Regions from separate parts of the Rattus norvegicus genome. Here region 1 is linked to region 2. A link is a contact called in public Hi-C data. All regions are on one chromosome and are shown on one strand. Each heading gives the region's core, a stretch centred on a gene start, on an enhancer-like site or on the middle of the called end of the contact. The rest is flanking DNA. Distances are from core to core; before and after follow the strand shown.

The links. Hi-C and Micro-C count contacts between places; a contact is called where the count stands out from the background.
Region 1: a contact with region 2 is called in a Hi-C map of the A7r5 cell line, with 1.9 times the contacts expected there. The contact joins the enhancer-like site here to the promoter of Mecom in region 2. A contact is called at or near these places in 4 of 12 Hi-C or Micro-C datasets (the A7r5 cell line, Schwann cells, kidney and 1 more).

What each region holds. Positions count from the first base shown.
Region 1 is chr2:114,876,692-114,881,918 of GRCr8, forward strand. All of the region lies in intron 1 of Mecom (MDS1 and EVI1 complex locus), which reads left to right. Among named protein-coding and RNA genes, the nearest start is that of Mecom, 41 kb to the left of the region's middle. Within about 2 kb of position 3,185, at least 11 of the 93 cell types and tissues checked have an H3K27ac peak or open chromatin away from gene starts, as enhancers often do. A contact at or near this core is called in the A7r5 cell line, where this site is marked.
Region 2 is chr2:114,836,351-114,841,527 of GRCr8, forward strand. Mecom (MDS1 and EVI1 complex locus) reads left to right here and starts at 1,543. Exons shown (of 17, transcript NM_001389282.2): 1 at 1,543-1,862. The coding sequence starts at 1,826.

The DNA.
Region 1 (5,227 bases), core at 1,935-4,434, 42 kb after region 2:
GAATAAGAGGGAGCAGGTCAGGAGATGCTTGACTCCTCTCCTCCCCTTTCTTACCCTCCCCTCCCCCTTCCCCCCTCCCTTCCCCCCTCCCCTCCCCCCTCCCCTCCCCTCCTCTCCTCCCTTCTCCTCCCCTCTCTTACCCTCCCCCTCCCCTCCCCTCCTCCCCTCCCCTCCTCCCCTCCCCTCCTCTCCTCCCCTCCCCTCCTCTCCTCCCCTCTCCTCCCCTCCCCCTCCCCCCTCCCCTCCCCTCCCCTCCTCTCCTCCCCTCTCCTCTCCTCCCCTTCCCTTTCCTTTCCTTTCTTTTCTTAGAACAGCCTTCTCCAGTCCAACTCTGAAATTCAGAAGGGCTGGGAGCTCTGGGGATGCTCAGAGATTTCAATCTTCATGAGAAATCCCTTGTCAGCTACAAAGCAAGTCTGTTTTCCCATAGGGGGTTGGTAAAAATACACACACATTAGTAAAGTAAATCGGTTGTGGGGAGATACTGCTGGGTCTAGCTGTCCAGTGAGAAGTGGAAATGTTTGCGTTCACCAGACGTGTGTCTGACTACCTCGAGGGTAGACTCTCGAGGGAGAGTCCCTGTTTGGTCTGGGAAAACAGCTCTGTGTTTACCACAGGGGAAGGCCTAAGGCTGAGTGACAATGAGCAGACACAAGCATTAGGACAAGCCTCTGTTCTAAATGTCTGTCACCTTAGGATGACTAGAAACACTTCTCTCCCCCAGCATGATCTCTGAGATGAGATAGAACAACCCAAAGATTTGTTCCTGTCAGAGGGGGCAGCCAGCTCTGTGAGGATGGACACTTGAGAAGACGGGTGTCATTTCTAAGGCAGCAACTCAAGCTGTCTTCTAACTTCTCTTCTTTGGTTACTTTCAGGGACCTCCCTGCCAGAACAGAGTGTTTGGCCAACTTCAGAGGGCTCTGCTCAATCTAGTCTCACTTCCTGAACAAAAATTATTTTTGACATGAACATCCAAGAGGGTAGTCAGTGTACCATGCAGGTGAAGAGACACCGAGATCAGGAGAGACTACCCACCAGCCTGTGGAGCATTTATCTCAGCTTTTGTGAAGGGAGGCTTTGGTCAAGCCATGCGAGAACCCACCCATTTCCCAGTAGTGGAGCTCTGTTCACAGACTGTTGAATGGAGCGCTGGGAGATGTGGTTCCCCAGACCCCAGAGCTGCATGTCTGAGATCAGGCCCAGGCCGGAAGGACTTTTATAATGACTTTTAAAGACCAGACACATAATGGAATCAGAGATGTTAGGGGAGGATGTTACAAAAGAGGTGGATAGTCGTCCTGTTTAACCAGAGTCCTCAGAGTTTAAGGCAGTCTGGAATGGGCAGTTCAGAAATAGTAGAGAAAATACAAAGAAAGGAGGTGCATGGGAAACACCTGTGTACATTCACACACACACACACACACATGCATACATACACACATATACAAACACACACACACATACACACACATGCACACATACACACATACACATGTATACAAACATACACACACATACACACAAATGGGCACGCACACACACACGCACACCCATATACACATACACATGTACACACGTACACATATACACACATACACACATGCCATATCAAACCACACACACACACACACACACACACACACATACACACTGCTGGTGGATTCAAAGAAGCGTATGTATGCTTGTACATATACACTTAGGTTTTATGAGACCCAGCATTTTTCTTCTTTGTAAAGATCTGTTAACTTTTTTTTTCTGGGTAGGGAAGATGGTTCAGCAAATACGTGGATTTCTGCCTAGCTTCATGACCCGTCCTGGATGCCAGAAACCCACTTGGTGGAAGGAGAGAAAGAACTTCCACTAAGCTGTCCTCTGACTTGCACACATTTGGCATGAAGTAGCTTGTGTACGTACACACTAACGTACAATGAATATTTATTGGCCAGTTAGAGAGTTTAAGGGCTGAGTTGGGTAAATAGAGAAAATGCGCAGCCGTACATCGCCTTTTCCAACATCTGTGCATCTAAAAAGTGCCAATCATCACCCACCTGCCAGAAGATTAGTTCGACAAGAGTTGCCAGCATTAGTCTCTACCTTCACAAGCTGAGTGTGTGTGCTGCCGTTGGGACTTCATTTCTGAAATCCCAGGAGTACTTGTTGATTCAGTGGAGACTGTAGGGCAGCCGCTCCTTACTAATCCCCCATCATTTTACTATGGAGTATGATGCAGGGGCACTGGGGCAGCTTTCTGTGCGGCTGTGGCCACGGTTACACATTTTCAACATTATCTTTGTGGGTTTGAGGAGACACACGTGATTCTGGGTGCCCGTAGGTGGATTGTTTGGGCTCACTCTGCATTCTGAGAATGATTTGAGAGGAGTTAGTTTTCCATTCAGGGGTATGAAGAAGGGCTTCGCCTGTAGTCCACATTGTGACTTGACTCATGCTTGACGCCATTTCCTTCCTTGTTTTAGGTGCCAAATATGTAGAAGCAGTGTGTTTGATGTCAGGAGGTTCCCCCTTTTCTTCCCTGTCTCCCCCTTCTTTTCTCCTCCAGACCCTTTCTCTTTCTCTCCTACCCCTCTCCCATTTCCCCTCCCCTTTCCTTTCCTTTATGTTCTTCCCTCCCCACCTTGGGTATTGAACCTGGGACCTTGTACTTGTTAGGCAAGTGCTGAACCACTGGGCTACATTCCAGCCCTCTAACTTTCTCCTCATTCTTTGCATCTCATCTTTGGCTCACTGGAGAATTCCTTTCTGGGAGCAGAGCTGAACTGGGAGGAGACAGTGAAGTAAGGAAGTTCCTCGCTCTGAATTACACACTGTTCTTCCTTCTAGTGACCATGACCCGGGGCAGTCTGAGCCCACAGGCTGTTCTTTTAAGCATCCTGTGATATGGTCTGAGAGTCCTCAAGGATCTGGCTTGCTTTTACTAGTGTTTGATCTTATCTTGGAAACTCTGGTGCCAGGGTAGTGCCAGGCACACAATAGGAGCTTGTAAAAGACAAGTGATAGGGTGATTAACCAGATTTACAGACTCTCGCTGTCTTGGCTTTTTTATTCTGACACACGAAAAAAAAATTCCCCATAATAAGTGAGCTCATCTTTGCAGAAAGGCAGAGGCTGGAGCTGTGGGGTATGCTTAGTACAGCACCTGCCCTTACGTACTCTGAAGTACCCTCTCTGTCCTGTGAGGCCCGAGCTACGTAGGACCTTAGGTATGCAGAGTTCCGAGACCAGAAGTGACTAGGGTCTGACTCACTTTGTTTAAGAATGAAACGACTTCAGTAACTGTTGGCTGCATACAGTCAGTATGGATACAAAGGGTTAGAGTTGTCATTATTATTATTATTATTATTATTATTATTATTATTATTATTATTATTATACCAGCTTTTGCAGTGCTAGGACTCTGACCCAGGACCTTGATTTGCGAGGCATTCACTCTGCCACTTGTCCACACCCCAAGCTCAACAAATTGTCAAACTTTTAAGCTTGGCACCTGATATCTCTCGTTTAAAAAACTTGGTTAAAATTGATCAATGTGTAAGTGAGTGTGCGTGTGTGTGCTTGCACACATGTGCAGGAGTGGGTCGTGGGGATTGAACTCAGACCTTCAAGTATGGCAGCAGGCGCCCTCACTCACCAAGCCATCGCACCAGCCTGCTTACAGTTTTTTAAGAAGGCATTTTCTTGGTCTCCTTGGATTTCACCTTCCCTGAGAGGTGGCTTTCCTGTGACTGTGTCACAGCAGAGCCCGTATCACCCATGTTCTGACGGAGTGAACCAAGTGATGGACAGTTTGAGGAGTCTTCCGTTAAACAGCCCCCGCTTGAGCTTCTTTCTTTCCAGAAATATAGGTAAACAGATAAACACAACTGCTCTGCTTCAGCTAGCTGTGTGCTGGGACTTGCTGACTGTCTGTCATTGAAAAGTTTTACAAGGAAAGCTCTCTTCTAACTACTGACACTGAGACTGGGGTGTGGCTCAATTGGAAGTACGCTTGCCCAGCATGCACAGAACCCGTCTTCCATCCCCGCACGGGGCTGTGTAAACCAGGAGAGATGTTCGTGCCTGAAATCCCGGTACCAGGGAGGTGGAGAATTTCAAGGTTACTGGTGGGCACACAGGGGACAGGCTAGCTCTGGGGTGAGGTATAGTGGTGTTAAGTCATTAAGAAATATCAGGTGAACTAAGTTTCAAGTCCGTGTTATCTGTCACACTAGACTATTCCTTTTGATTCCTTTACAAGTTTGGATCTATCTGGGATAGTTATCCCAGACTTTCTGATCTGAAGGGGAATTTGGAGAGCACCTTGTCCCCCAGCATTATTGTTGATTAGGAATTCAAGTCACAGAGAGACGAGGTGACTTCCCCAAGGTTACACAGCTCTCTAAAGCCAACTTCAAACCCCACATCTTTTCTTCTGTATTTGCATTTTTTTATGTTGCTTTTTCATTTTTTTTAAAATGGCACGAAATCACAGTATTTCCCCATCTCCTTTACAGATCAGGAAACAAAGACACTTCTTACAAATAATTAGATTCCAAGCCCTTATTGAATACTTATCAACACTAGCACTAGTTTGCTTAAAATTGGCCATGTCTGAGGCCTGGACCTTTGCTTGCCCCCATTAATCTGGAGCCCGGCTGCACCCAGATAAAAGTAATAATAGGTGCTATCTGCCTCTCATATTCTGCTCTCGCCGGGGTATTTTGGCTGTGGTTATTTCCGGAGTCCATGGAGACAACCTTGGATGAATCACTTAAAACACTTTTAAATCACAACTGAGTGCCTTTGCCACCAAAATAACTCCTTTTAAAACTGTCCCGATGTGTTCAACAGACGTTCGTCAGACTGCATCAGGAAAAGTAGTAGCAGGTAGCATGATTAGACGAGGAAAAAGAACAAGCAGAAAGATTTAGCCAGGAGCGAGAGTTTAGCAAATAGGAGTTCCCAAGTCTTCATCCCAAGCCTGTCACCAGAGGAGCAAAGAACCTTCCCAGGGCCTTTTGGAATGGCGGAACAACAAAGGGTCTGGGTTCTCAGGGAGAGGAAGCAGAAGCCAGCGTGCTCACCATTTACGGCATCGTGGGCTGGGCGTTTTTGGGCGTTGGAAGCCCCGGGCTGCAATGGAAATAAACCTGTTGAAAACCAAATAAGATGAACACCAGGGAGTACAAAAGAAGGAAGGAAGATGGCCAGCACTCGGCCCCTGAGCCTC
Region 2 (5,177 bases), core at 293-2,792:
TAAATTCCTAGGTGCCTCTGTGGGGGAGGGGAGATGGCAGAATTCCCTGGGGTTCACGTGTGTGCGGGCTCCAGCATTTTCTCTTCTGGAAGCTGTTTTCACTCCTGTTCTCTGCCATTTCCTCCTTTACCTCCTCTGTCTCTTCCTCATATTTCAAGGTTACACATCTGTCTCCCTTGGGAGCTGTAGTTCGGTTCTCTAGGGACCTGTATTTTATGTCTGAATGCCCCTGGAATTACACAGCTCTGGGGAGGGGAAGGTGGTGGGTATCCTTAGTTGAGGTAGGTCTTGTAAGCGTTGGTTTTCTTGGCCACCGAAGTCCCCTGGGAATTGAACCTAGATATTAGCTCTCTCACAACCGCAGTCTGAGCTCAGACAAAATGAATACCAACAGGTGCAACTGAGTCCCAACAACCCGCCTGTCCTCCATTCTCTCTCAGAGAAGACGCCAGGACCAGCTTCCCCCCCTGTTCTTTCTGACTTGAGTATGAGGATGGTAGCAGCACCGCACGGAAAAGATTGCAATTTTCTTTTATGGCGTCTGGCAGGATTTGCAGCAGATATTAATGGAGACATAAATAGCACGTGGAAGGTATTGAACACAACTGTTTAATGAAAGAAGGTTGTACTAAGAGAAAAATCCATACTGAGTTGGGAGTGATTCATACCTCGAACACACCTAACCCCTTGCGTCCTCCTCTCTGCCTGCACACTTCATTAGTAAATTCAGTAATTAGGCACATTTCAACAATGTTCTTTTTGTATTTTCTAGGTATGCGTATGGAATTTCCCCCCTTCCTCCTTCTGGTGACCCCAAAGGTTGTAGGTTTCAGTAAGTGAGTGGAAATGGCAGGCAGACTGAGTAGCAGCAGGAGGCCGGAAGGTGACGGCCGACCTTAGGCAAGGCAGGAGGTCTTGGATGTCAAACACCCAGCACGGCGGGACCCGAGCATCAAGGGCGATTGTTGCTACTTGATGGAAACAGACTACTGAAATGTTCCAAGGATAGCAGCTACCGTTAGTATTATAGCTAAAATCGAGAACCGGTTATTCATCCAAAGCGGAAGCCCCAGGAACTTCAGGAGGAGAGCGCGGGCAGCAACAGCAGATCTCTCAAGTTCAAGATGCTTCTCGCCTTCTGATAATGCGTTCACGGTCCAGCCCTCAATCTAGTTCTTTTGAAGACGGAAAGATTTAACCTAAAGTATTTTTTTTCCTCCTCCGCTCGTTTCCCCTATAGACAATGTAATTTATGGTGGAGAAAACATTAATAATAATTACAGTGCAGGCTTATTGTTGACTCCCACACAGGCACAGTCCTCTGCCCCACGAATCAATTCTCTGTCCAAGACTTTGCATTTCTTTTCTTTTTCTCCCCCCCCCCCGTTTGGGTGAAGTGTCTGCTCCCCTCCAGCTCCCCACGCTCGCTCCCCGCCCCCTGCCGCCCTCCCCGTAGCTCCCTTTCTCCGCCTCCTCGGCGATTGCCATCTGACAAGATCTCCAAATCAAAGTGATAAATCGCTCCAAACTTTTTTTGGCGGCGCTGAGATGTTGGAGGGGCGTCTAACGCGCATGTGCGAAGGTGTCCAAACTGACAATGCTAGAGATAGCGAGTGTGGATTGAGAGAAAGAGAGAGAGGGAGGGAGAGAGAGAGTGAAAGACCGAGTGTGTGTGTGCGTGTGTGAGACGAGAGAGAGAGAGAGAGAGAGAGAGAGAGAGAGAGAGAGGAGGAGGGAGGGGGAGAGAGAGACCAAAAGAAGGAAAAGATCCAAGAAAAAAAAAAAAACCTAACCACCCAGCAGCGGCTGCAGAACTGGGCACAGCATGAGATCCAAAGGCAGGGCAAGGAAACTGGCCACAAGTAGGTGCAATATCCCTTTTCTATTGGCTTCCCCCCCCCTTCTCTGCCATCTTGCATATCTGTGTCTAGCACTCGGGGAGAGAGCGCGGGCTGCTTTGGCGCGGGGGGCCCCGGGTGGAAGGCAGGCGCAGCGCAGCCTGCAGCCCGAGCAACCTGCCGATTTCTGCCTCCGCTCCCTGGCTCCTGCTCTGGGCGCAGTGGAGCCGCGGTAGCCCTGAGCCCCGCACCAGGACCAGCTGTGGCAACTCCGGGGTGGGGGTGGGGGCAGCAAAAAGCTGAGTGGGAGGGAGGAGAGCGCGCGCGAGTGAGCGCGAAGGGGTGGGGGGAGAGGAGAGTGTGTCCCCCTCCCCTCCCTTCCCCCCCAGGCGGGGGAGAGTCGCCTCTGGCCAACCAGCTAGTCCCCGGAGCTGGAGGAGGGGGGAGGGGGGCGGGCAGGGGAAGGGCGCCTTTCCGAAGCTCTGTTTGTTTCTGGGGTTTGGGATGGGTGGCGGGCTCAGAGGGAGCCGTGGTGGCTGTGGCGGCAGCGGGCCGCGATGGAGTTGGGAAAAGTTGCGAGGCGGCCGCTTGCAAGTTGCGCGGGCGATCGGCGCTGCGCCGAGCCGCGGCTGCGGTAGTGGGCGCTGTGCGCTCGGTCCTTGTGTGCGGCGGCGTGTGCGGCGCGCCGGGAGCCCTGGGGAAGGGGAGGCAGAGGTGTGGGGGGGCGCGGTCCTGGGGATGGGTTGGGGGAGCTCCGGCAGCGCCGAGCTCTCGGCTTCGCAGAGTCACTGGGCAGGTGGGGAGAGCGGAGGCCTCGCTGGCGTTCTCCGGCCTGGGGGCGGAGGGCGCGCGGCCAGCCGAGAACGCAGCACCATAAGGCCGGGAGGGCGCGCTCCGACCCGAGAAGCCCGGGCTGGCAGGGCGCCGAGTGACCCCCAGGGGGCGGGCTGTCGGAACTCGGGGCCGCGGAGGGGGCGCAGTTCAGTCTGCCACTTTCTTTCTGGGTGCAGCAGGGGTCCCGGGTCATTGGTCCTCCCCGGCGCCCTCTGCCTGCCCGGAGCGGAGCAGCCTCGGTCACGCGGGACTAGGGCAGTGGGGTTTGAGGCTACGGGGAACGGGACTCCCATCCCCCACGCTTTCAGCGAAGGCTTGGGTGACACTCAGGGACAGCGTAGGGTGGGAAGCGTTGCTTAGCACGGACCAGCAGGCGTCTGTGCTGGGTTTGTTCAAATGCTTCCGCCCAGCGTTGAAGGGGACCCGGCGAGCAGCCTGCAGTGTACTTTCTCCCTCGGATATCAGAGCTGCTTCGAGAGGGGACCGGCCAGACCGCCCATGCCTCTCACACTTGGACTTGAGGAATCTCGAACTCTCTTTAATTGTTTTGTTTCGGATCAGAGGCAAAAGATAGGATGTGGGTATATGTTTTCCCCAGTGAAGTCCCCAAGCGTACCCCCCTCCCAATCCCTTGCACATTGGAATTTAGGGCTGGAGGCACTGCATGCGGCACCACCGGGCGCGTCCTGGCTCAGCGGCGCCGGCTACAGTCGCAGCTCCCCTGCATTCTCGTTGTGGAGAATCCAACGTAACGCCCGGCGAGACGCCGTCCTCGCGGGCGTCTTTCCAGAGCTCCAGCCACTCCGTACTCGTGTCTTGCACTCACACACTCTCTAGCGGCATCTTTTCTCTCAGAACTCAGGTCGCAGGGATCAATCTAAATACAGGGCCGTCGGCCTCCTGGGTCAGTCAGCCTGCTTCTTTCTCTGCTCCCACGGCTCCTTTCACTTCGTTGTAACAGTGTAAAGTGCGCCAGCGAAACTGTTTTTCCTGTTGGCTTTTCATTGAGCCCGGTGTCTTTATTTTCACCTGAGAGAGAATAAATGCACACATGCTTGATGGCTTTGAGACTTCAAAGGTTAGGTGTGTGTGTGTGTGTGTGTGTGTGTGTGTGTGTGTGTGTGTTTGAGGGGAGGCGGGGAGATCGTTTCAACCGAGCAGTAAGTTGTGAAATGAAAGCCTGACTAAGGCTTTGCACCCTGCCTGGTTGCCCTGCATCCGACCAAGCGAAAGCAGAAAGCAAAACCTTTCGAATTTTCTTAAGGATCGTACCCCCCCCTCCCCGCCCCGACCCCGCGAGCCTTAGCCATGTTAATTGCTAAGCAAGCTGTACACCCTGTAGCCCACTACTGAGCCCAGAAGCTGAGCCTCCTTTCTGATCTGATGAGACTTGTCAGTCACCGCATGTGAGATACATTGATTTTTGTCTCGTGTCGGGTAAGGATGCCCGTGTGCTTTCTAAAGAGCGGGACCCCAGGCTTAGGAACTTTTCCTGCTGAGCCCCGGGTTCCCACTAGCAGGGCTTTACTGCTTCGGCGGCGGCTGCCTTCCAGAGACACGGGCGCTGCTTCGTGCAGTTTTCAGCTACCGTCTGAGCAATAAAGGAAATCATATCAGAACTACGGATTTTTGTATTTTAAAGCGCTATTTCCTTTCGCCAAACTGCGCGTGGCAGAGGTGGCTGGTGACCCCTGCGGTGCAATCATCCAACGGAAACTTAGCTGTTTGCAGGCACTATTCCCCCCCCCCCCCTTTCCTGAGTTAGGAAGAGGTAATGTAACCAGCATATCTGAAACAAAACAAGACAAAACCAATTTACCGTAATCCTGGCAAACGTAAGCATTACAAGAGAAACAAACCACACACAAATAGTTCTTTCTCCCAAACTCGATTATTTCTTTTCTTTTGTGTGCGTCTTTTGGTGGATGTCAGTTTAATTTGGTCTTGACTAAAGCCCAAGGTTAGAGACCAGAGACCACATACCTTGAAAATACTCCCTGATGTTACAGGGACAGATTGCGAGCACTATCTTGGGTCTAATTTATAGGACTTATTTTTTGCACAATACTTGAAACTAATAATTTCGTTGTATCCCGTACGGGAAGATAGAAAGATTTAATGTAAAAAAGTTTTTTTTAAAGGGAAAAGCAAGAGAACTGACTATATACTGCCTAAAACCCTTTGACTTACATTTCCATCTTCGAGAAAAGAAAACTAAATAAAGCAAGCCCATTCTGGCAGCCAGGAGACTTCTCAGCCGTTTTATTTGGGGTGTGTGGGGCAGCTGGAGAAGCACCTGGGCCTTGCCAGAAATTCCAGTTGCCGCTCTTCCTCGGGGTGGGGGTGGGGGAAGGAAGTGAGGTAGGGTCTGCCTTGCATGTCTAGAGCCTAAAATACTGGAGGAAACCCACCCCACTTTGCCAAAGCACCAGCCTGCGGGGTTTCAATCAAAGCAATGAACGTGTTGCATCCAGTAACCCCCTTATTGCTGGTCTCCCCGGAAGT